2 separate regions of the Triticum aestivum genome follow, and region 1 is linked to region 2. Evidence: chromatin contacts called from public Hi-C data. All regions are on one chromosome and are shown on one strand. Each heading gives the region's core, a stretch centred on a gene start, on an enhancer-like site or on the middle of the called end of the contact. The rest is flanking DNA. Distances are from core to core; before and after follow the strand shown. Region 1 holds the start of LOC123112564 (proteasome subunit beta type-1). Region 2 holds the start of LOC123112559 (uridine kinase-like protein 1, chloroplastic).

Region 1 (3,835 bases), core at 335-2,834, 190 kb before region 2:
TGAAACTTTCCATTTCCATGAATATGGAATTTCCATTTTTAGTATAGGTCTATGGCTGCTTTGTAGCCCAACCACCAAATAACACACAATGACACACAATAACGCAATGAGCAGAATAGATCATTTGAGGTCCAACTTCTACTACCACATACGTACTCAACGAGACCATATACACAATTGTCCAGTACTACTACAATACTACGTTAAGTTGCTAACATAATCATATTATTTTGTTGCCACGGTAACATTTCATTAAATTTATTTGTTTTTGTGTTTATTTCTCTATGACTCAAGGGTTTTGAAGTTCCAGTCAATGCCCACTTCTGTTTTCATGTCCGCTTTGTGTCTGCTTTTGGTGGTATTTGTTTTCGTATTCATCTTCGGGGTTTTTGTTTTTCTTTTCGCTTCTAAAAGAATATGAAAACAAATGTGGTAGCACCCAGTTCCGTCCATTTCTGCTTTGTTTACATCCATATTGAAAAGTAAGTCCATGCCTCTGACGAAATCACAACCGTGCCTCTCGCGGAAGAAAAAAAAAACAGAAAACTCGTTTTTTTCCTTTTTCGAGGAGGCACGGCCGTGACTCTCGTGAAAGCACAACCGCGCCTCTCGCGGAAGCAAAACTGTGCCTCTCACGAAAGAAAAAAAACAGAAAACATATTTTTTTTGTTTCCAAGAGGCACGACCGTGACTCTTGCGAAAACACAACCGTGTCTCTCGCGGAAGCAAAACCATGCCTCTCGCGAAAGGAAAAAACAAATAGAAAACGCGTTTTCCCCGTTTCCAAGAGGCACGGCCGTGCCTCTCGCGAAAGCACAACCGTGTCTCTCGCGAAAACAAAATAGTGACTCTCCCAAAAAAAAACTGCGCTTTTTTGCGCAATTTTTTTTTTGTCGAAAACAAGGGTGGAAAAAGCGGTAGGTGTAAGCGAAGCGGTTGGCCTTTGCCTAGTGCCTAGGCGGTGCCTAAGCGCCCTAGGCGCGGCCTAGGCGGTAATATAATTTTTACTCGTAGTGTATTTGTGATTATTATATGGGTGTTGATATTAGTTTAGGGCATATAAATAAGTTAATTATCATCTACTACCATTGGAATATAACCCATTTGGTATATTAGTGCAGTATGTGGCATCATTTCTTGCTTGCGTAGGCAATTCCTTGCTTGCCCTGCCTAAACCTCCATTTATGACCTAGGCGAGGCGTTTGGCCATTGCCTAGTGCCTAGGCGTGCCTAAGCGCCTCCTAGGCACTGCCTTTTCTAACAGAGGTTGAAAAGTTTGGGAAGACCGGTGGAAAACCAAAACGTCAAAAAAACCCGAAAAAAAACCGTTTCCAAAGCCAAAAACGCGCGCGAAAAAATAAAAAAAAATCCGGAGGAAGCGCCTAGAGTGCGACATGTGACGAATGACTGAGAGCGCGCCAAGTAACGCTGATCGTTGCGAGGCTCCCGAAGGAGCGCTCGTTAATTAGTTGCTCTCATTACATTATCCAAAACGAAATATTTTGTTTCGGGGAATGGGCCCCGATTCCGGCCCGACAAAAAGACCTGTTTGCTGTGAGCAAAGAAAGCGCAGTCCATCGCGGCCCAGGACGGCCTACGAAGCCTCGACCCACCGAGATCGAGAAGGCCACGAAGAAATCAGATCAAAGGGGGAAGGAAGCGAGGCACAGGGCACCGCACTGCTCCACTTCGCCTTCTCCTCCAAGCCACGAACTCCGGCGACTCCACCACAAGCCCCCGAGCAGCCCGCCCTCTCCGACCACCGCCATGTCGAGGCGCGGCGACTGGGTCTACGAGAACAACGGCGGGTAAGCGCCCTCCCTCTCGCCCTTCGTCGGCCCCGCCCCCGCCGCCCGTCTCCGCGCATCTCATAACGAGGGCCGCTTTTGGTTGGCGTCTGTGCAGGACCTGCGTGGCCATCGCCGGCGCGGACTACTGCGTGGTCGCCGCCGACACCCGCCTCTCCGTCGGATACAACATCCTCACGCGCGAGCACTCCAAGATCTGCGAGCTGTAAGTTCCCCCGCCGAAATCTCGTGCCTCGATCTGTCTGCCTGGCGACTAGGGTTTGTCGGCCGGGAGACCGTGTGGCACTGTGGTGCGATAGGGTTTGGATACCTTGGTGGAGAGGTCGGATTTTAGAGCCTCGCTTCGTCGATTTGGCTAGGGTTTGGTGCTTGGAGGTCTCGGATTGAATTGGGGGAAAACACCAAAACGTTCATGAGTTTTTCTTCTGTAAACCCTGGCTGTCCCAGCGTGCTTTTGATGCGATTTGCCGATTTCTATGGAGAGACGACATAAACATGAAACATGCCTTGTCTTTAGTTTGTGTACCCTCACTCCAGGTCATAGGATACTTTTGTCATAGCCTGGACAGCCATCTTCGTCCCTGTAATTAAATAGAGGATTGGTTTGGGAGACAGAAAGATGTTCTTATTGTTTCATTTTTATGCTTATCTTTAAGTTCAAACAGATAAATTTGTAAGATGCCATTAGGTATGCTTCTATGCTGGCATTCAGAAAGTCTACAATGAGCTTTATCTCAAATTCTTTTAGATTTCTACTTCATGTGCGTCTTCTGGAATTGGTCTGTCGTAATGTCTGTTCATACCATGATAGACAATTTGGTTCTATTTTTGTTCCATAGGCGTTAAACTGTTTGGTATGGATAGCTGGCAGTGGATGATATCTCTTACCTATAGGTTTGCTCCATGCTGCTGGTTAATGTGAAAATTGATAAAAAGCTTTCGGGTTTACACCGTCTGGAGTAGGACATATAACACAAAATGATGCAATGAAATGCAATATATGTCTTCATTTGATTGAGAGTTTCATCACAACCAATTGTGCCGTAATTATGTTCCAATACAGCCTTGCTATTGTGATGTTACTTGCATTTGGTTATACCCCCAACTCCCCAAATATCAAATTTGCTTTCAAAGAGCATGTTCTGCAAATCTATTTTCTTGCTTAATGTTAGGCGGTAATCATTTATATCTAAATTCTTAATTAAGTCTAGTTAATGATATACATTGCAGTAATATCTTGTTGTATGAGTGAAAGCAAATGTTGTAGTGTTGTAGGCACACATTAGCAGGTCCAAGTTATTATCATGCAATTGGTTTCTTTCTTTTACCATGAAGCTTAGTTAACAATGACTCTTTATCCCGCTTTGTGACAAAGCTGGGTATTCCCTAGCTGACAATTTTATATTGTTAATAATTTCAATATGTGGCTCATTGCTTGCGTAAAATATTAAAACATCATTTCTTTATTTGTCTAGGGCCGATAAATGTGTAATAGCATCTTCTGGCTTCCAAGGTGACATCAAAGCTCTACAGAAGAACTTAGCTGCCAGGGAACTGGTAAAGTTGCAAAATCTCATTTATCCGTGTTCTGCCTATATACATCCATTCACACCTTCGGTGTCGATACCAAATGATTCTTGGATGGTTTCATCCCAATCAAATTCTTTATAGCTATGTGTTTTGGAATTTCCTTGGGGAGTATTTGATCTGTTGGTGGTCTCAAGCTATTTGAACTTCCAAAAATATTTCCAGTTAGCAGTTACTCTGATGATGGAAGTTGTTTGTTTTTTGGACCATCTTCATCTCAGTTCCAGACAAAAACCCAGAACAACTGCTCCACCATTACTGGTTCCCTGGGCATGGATACATGGCACATTTTGTTTATTGCAATGCCTGGAAATCTGATGTTAGGTCCAAATTCTGGACTGTAGCAGTCTGGAATTGCTGAAAATCAGTACACTGCTTATCATATATTTGTAGGACACGTGGTTGTGGTACAAAGCAACCTGCAATAGTATCGCAGATTA
Region 2 (3,821 bases), core at 1,043-3,542:
TGAGGAAGCACACAAAGTATACCTTCCTTGTCTTATCTAATATTCACTTTGATGGATTCTGTTCGTATAGGCTGTATGCACCTAATACTGCTATTCTTGATTTCTAGGGCATATTTGGACTGCCATCTCATGGTCACAAATCCTTCAGATTATGTAGAGGCATTTGGAAAAGCTGGTGCCTCAGGATTCACGTTCCATATAGAAGTAACCAGGGGTAAATAAACCACGTGCTGACAAATCTGCGAATGGTTCATGATTTTTGTTGCCTTATGGAAAGCTTGGTGCAGATAACTGGAAAGAGCTCATCCAAAGCATTAAAGCAAAGGGCATGCGACCTGGTGTATCATTGAAGCCTGGTACTCCTGTGGAGGATGTTTTTCCCCTGGTAACTTCATTTGTTCCATACAATTGTTCTTGTTATCATGTTGTACATTATTGAAAAACCACTGGAAGAAAATACATTTAAAATAAAAAAAAATCATATTAACAGCTAACATGAGAAGTGAGCTTGTATGCATTTATTTTCAATGTGTACAGTTAGCTTTATTTCTAATACATAAAATCCAGTGTGTCCTCTGGTGTCCAGAACTGAAACCCCATCCAGAGCTGATTTATGTAGGAAGTAGTTCCTTTTTAGGTACTGTACTAGTGTTGTTGTGCACTCGTATACTGGACTATTGGTCCATTGATCCATTCAAGTAGTAATCTGTTATGTTTAACTCTTAGCATAATTTGTTGACCAAAATGATTGTGGCACAAGCACATCCAGTTTCCCTTGTTCAGGCGCATTTCACTTCCCCTTCTTACACAATCTTCACTGAATGTTACTGTACTCTAGTACATCTTCCATTGCAGATGAACGGCCTTTGTCATGATGGCCTGTCTAAACTTAATCATCTGATCTCCGATTAGCTAGCATTTCTACTAACAACTGCATGTATTTACAGGTGGAAGCAGAAACCCCTGTAGAGTTGGTTCTCGTGATGACGGTCGAGCCTGGCTTCGGTGGCCAGAAGTTCATGCCGGAGATGATGGATAAGGTATCCACCCACTCTGTTTTCCGGGGTCGATACTCTTACCCTTTCTTATCTAGTAGGATAGTTCTGACCACTTGTCTGTCTGCAACCTGGATTTGTTTCTCCAGGTGCGTACGCTGAGGAAGAAGCACCCGTCGCTCGACATTGAGGTACAGTTACAATGCCGATCCATGTTCGGCTAGTATCACATCACAGCCACAGGCGCCCATAGGCGATCTTCCCACGGCGTCTCGTTTCCTGACGTTATATTGTTTCCTGACGTTATATTGTTTGTGTGTGTAGGTCGACGGCGGCCTGGGTCCTTCCACCATCGACGCCGCCGCGTCGGCCGGCGCCAACTGCATCGTCGCCGGGAGCTCCGTGTTCGGCGCGCCCGACCCCGGAGAGGTCATCTCGGCGCTGCGCAAGAGCGTGGAGGCGTCGCAGATCAAGAGCTGATCATCTGTAGCTCTGCGCGCTCGGACTTGCGTGTATGTTTCTGCTGTAAACTAGAACCACTCTGCACGACGCTCGTCAGCAGTTTTGCGATTCCGAATAAAATGTGCGCTTGGCTTTCACGCAGTTTGGGTCTTGTAGAGATAGTGATAAACTGATAACAGTGACATGGAAGACACTACTACCGTGCGATATTTGTGGTTCACTGTGCGTCGCAGGTTGAGATTAGGATCTGATTCCTCATTCCCTCCCTCGTATCACGCTGCCATTGCCAAACGGGAGGACACGGCGAGGCGGCACATGTTGTCGATAGGAGCGGAATCAGATTGGCCCTGGTCTCCTTTTTTCTAACACCACCAGTACCAAGACGTCTCGAGCCATGTGCATCGCACGTTGATCGATCAGTTTTTTTTTGAACGATCAGTTGTCCATCCATCCATACCCTAAACTGGATCACGCATACTCATGCTACTGACGCAACCGTATTATATACGCTACGCTACTGCTGATAGACGACAGAGCAGTTGCAGCGAACGAATCAACATGCTTCATGGGCTTTTTGTCGTTGAGATGAGAAGAAGAGAAAAACAGCGTGATCAGATCGTACACCGAGCTAGCCACCGGCCCCACCCCATCCAGCCGCCTGCTCCCTGCGTGCGCGAGGTGTTCCTGCGCCGTGACTCCCATCCCCATCGGCGGGCCCACCCGCCACTCCCCCAGTCCACGGCGCACGCACCCATCCCCTCCCCTCCACGAGCAAAACCGGCCCCACGCACCACGTTTCGTTCGGGGAAACTAATTATTTTCCCGTCGGTTCAAAAACCCGACCGCGACTCGCGAGCGGATCCGGGTCGGGGAGAGCAGCCAGCACCCAGCAGGACCCGCGAAGCCGCCGTGCGAGCGAGCGAATCCCGAATCCCGAATCCCGATCGATCGCGGCGCGGCGGCGGCGGCGGGACCGACCGGAGACCGCTGACACCATGCCGGACAAGGCGGTGGACGACGCCATGGAGTCCGCGGTGGGGGCCCACTTCAGCGGCCTCCGTCTCGAGGCGCTGCGCCTCCCCGCCCCCTCCGGGCCCTCCTCCCCCTCCTCCTCCACCTCCGCCGGCGCCGCCGCCGCCCTCGCCAACGGGCTCGCCCACGCCGGCGCCGACGTCGCCTCCCCCTCCTCACTCAGGCAGCCCTTCGTCATCGGTACTTTTCTCCAGCGCCCTGCTCCCCCACTGGCCAGTCGCTCAGTGTGGCGTGGTTCTGAAGCTCTGACTGATACTTAACTGTTCGCGTGGTCTCTCCAGGGGTTTCGGGCGGGACGGCCTCGGGGAAGACCACGGTGTGCGACATGATCATCCAGCAGCTCCACGACCACCGCGTCGTGCTCGTCAACCAGGTCTGCTCACTGTCTGCTTCTGTGATTCGAAGTGCTCTGCGCTACCAGCCTGCTAGGGATCCTCACTTGACACCACCTCCTGCAGTAGAATCATGCCTTTTAGTTTGTCTGTCGTGTCCAAGTGCTGCAGTTCATCAAATTCGAAGGCCTGTCGTGCTAGCATAGCCATCACTTAGTTTGGGAACTGAACAATGAGTGTACAGACACCTAATGATCTGCTGTTGTTCGCACCTCCAGAACTGAACAATGAAGTCGCAGTAAAGCTAGTCGCACACAATCCTACAGCAAATTTCAAAGGCAGACCAATTTCATTTCCCGGACATGCCTGATTTTCAGTATGGCCTTTAATTTTGTAGGATTCATTTTACCGTGGCTTAACTGCTGAAGAATCTGCAAGTGCTCAGGACTACAACTTCGATCATCCTGGTATTTCACTTTTCATGTTGATTGGAACTATGCTACCTTTGTTAGTGATCAGAGAAGCTGTCTATTGTTTCGTGGAATGTGAAGCAGATGTTTTTTTTTTACAGACGCATTTGATACGGAGCAACTTCTTGAATGCATGGGGCAACTAAAACGTGCATTGCCTGTAAATGTTCCTATATATGACTTTAAAAATCACCGAAGGTGCTCAGAAAGGTTCCGAAAGGTTGGTAGTAATCAGTTATGCCTTATGAACTTGTTGACATGAAGAAGTTTCCCGTGTTTACAATTTTGAGTCCAGCTCATTGGACTTTTCAATAACTCTTTCTGAGAATTATTTTGCTATAACTTTGAGTGAAGCCTTTTTTCTATCTGTACAACTATATGACCATCTGGTATTTTCTATGGTCGAGTGCAAACCTATGCTTTCTATGGGAAATATTGGAAGTACAGGGCATGCTATTTGCTCTCTGTGTGAGACATTGAAAAATAATACTGGTTTGAGTATGAAAATTTATTGCATAATTCGTGCAACA

The links. Hi-C and Micro-C count contacts between places; a contact is called where the count stands out from the background.
Region 1: a contact with region 2 is called in a Hi-C map of leaf, with 6 times the contacts expected there. The contact joins the promoter of LOC123112564 here to the promoter of LOC123112559 in region 2. A contact is called at or near these places in 3 of 5 Hi-C or Micro-C datasets (all in leaf).

What each region holds. Positions count from the first base shown.
Region 1 is chr5B:473,376,076-473,379,910 of IWGSC CS RefSeq v2.1, reverse strand. It overlaps LOC123112564 (proteasome subunit beta type-1), which reads left to right and starts at 1,584. Exons shown (of 7, transcript XM_044533594.1): 1 at 1,584-1,808; 2 at 1,906-2,013; 3 at 3,284-3,365. The coding sequence starts at 1,768.
Region 2 is chr5B:473,182,866-473,186,686 of IWGSC CS RefSeq v2.1, reverse strand. It overlaps LOC123112559 (uridine kinase-like protein 1, chloroplastic), which reads left to right and starts at 2,292. Exons shown (of 14, transcript XM_044533591.1): 1 at 2,292-2,669; 2 at 2,771-2,862; 3 at 3,219-3,288; 4 at 3,393-3,511. The coding sequence starts at 2,453. It overlaps LOC123112560 (ribulose-phosphate 3-epimerase, cytoplasmic isoform), which reads left to right. Exons shown (of 8, transcript XM_044533592.1): 3 at 1-16; 4 at 108-214; 5 at 288-385; 6 at 948-1,040; 7 at 1,145-1,186; 8 at 1,320-1,677. The coding sequence ends at 1,475.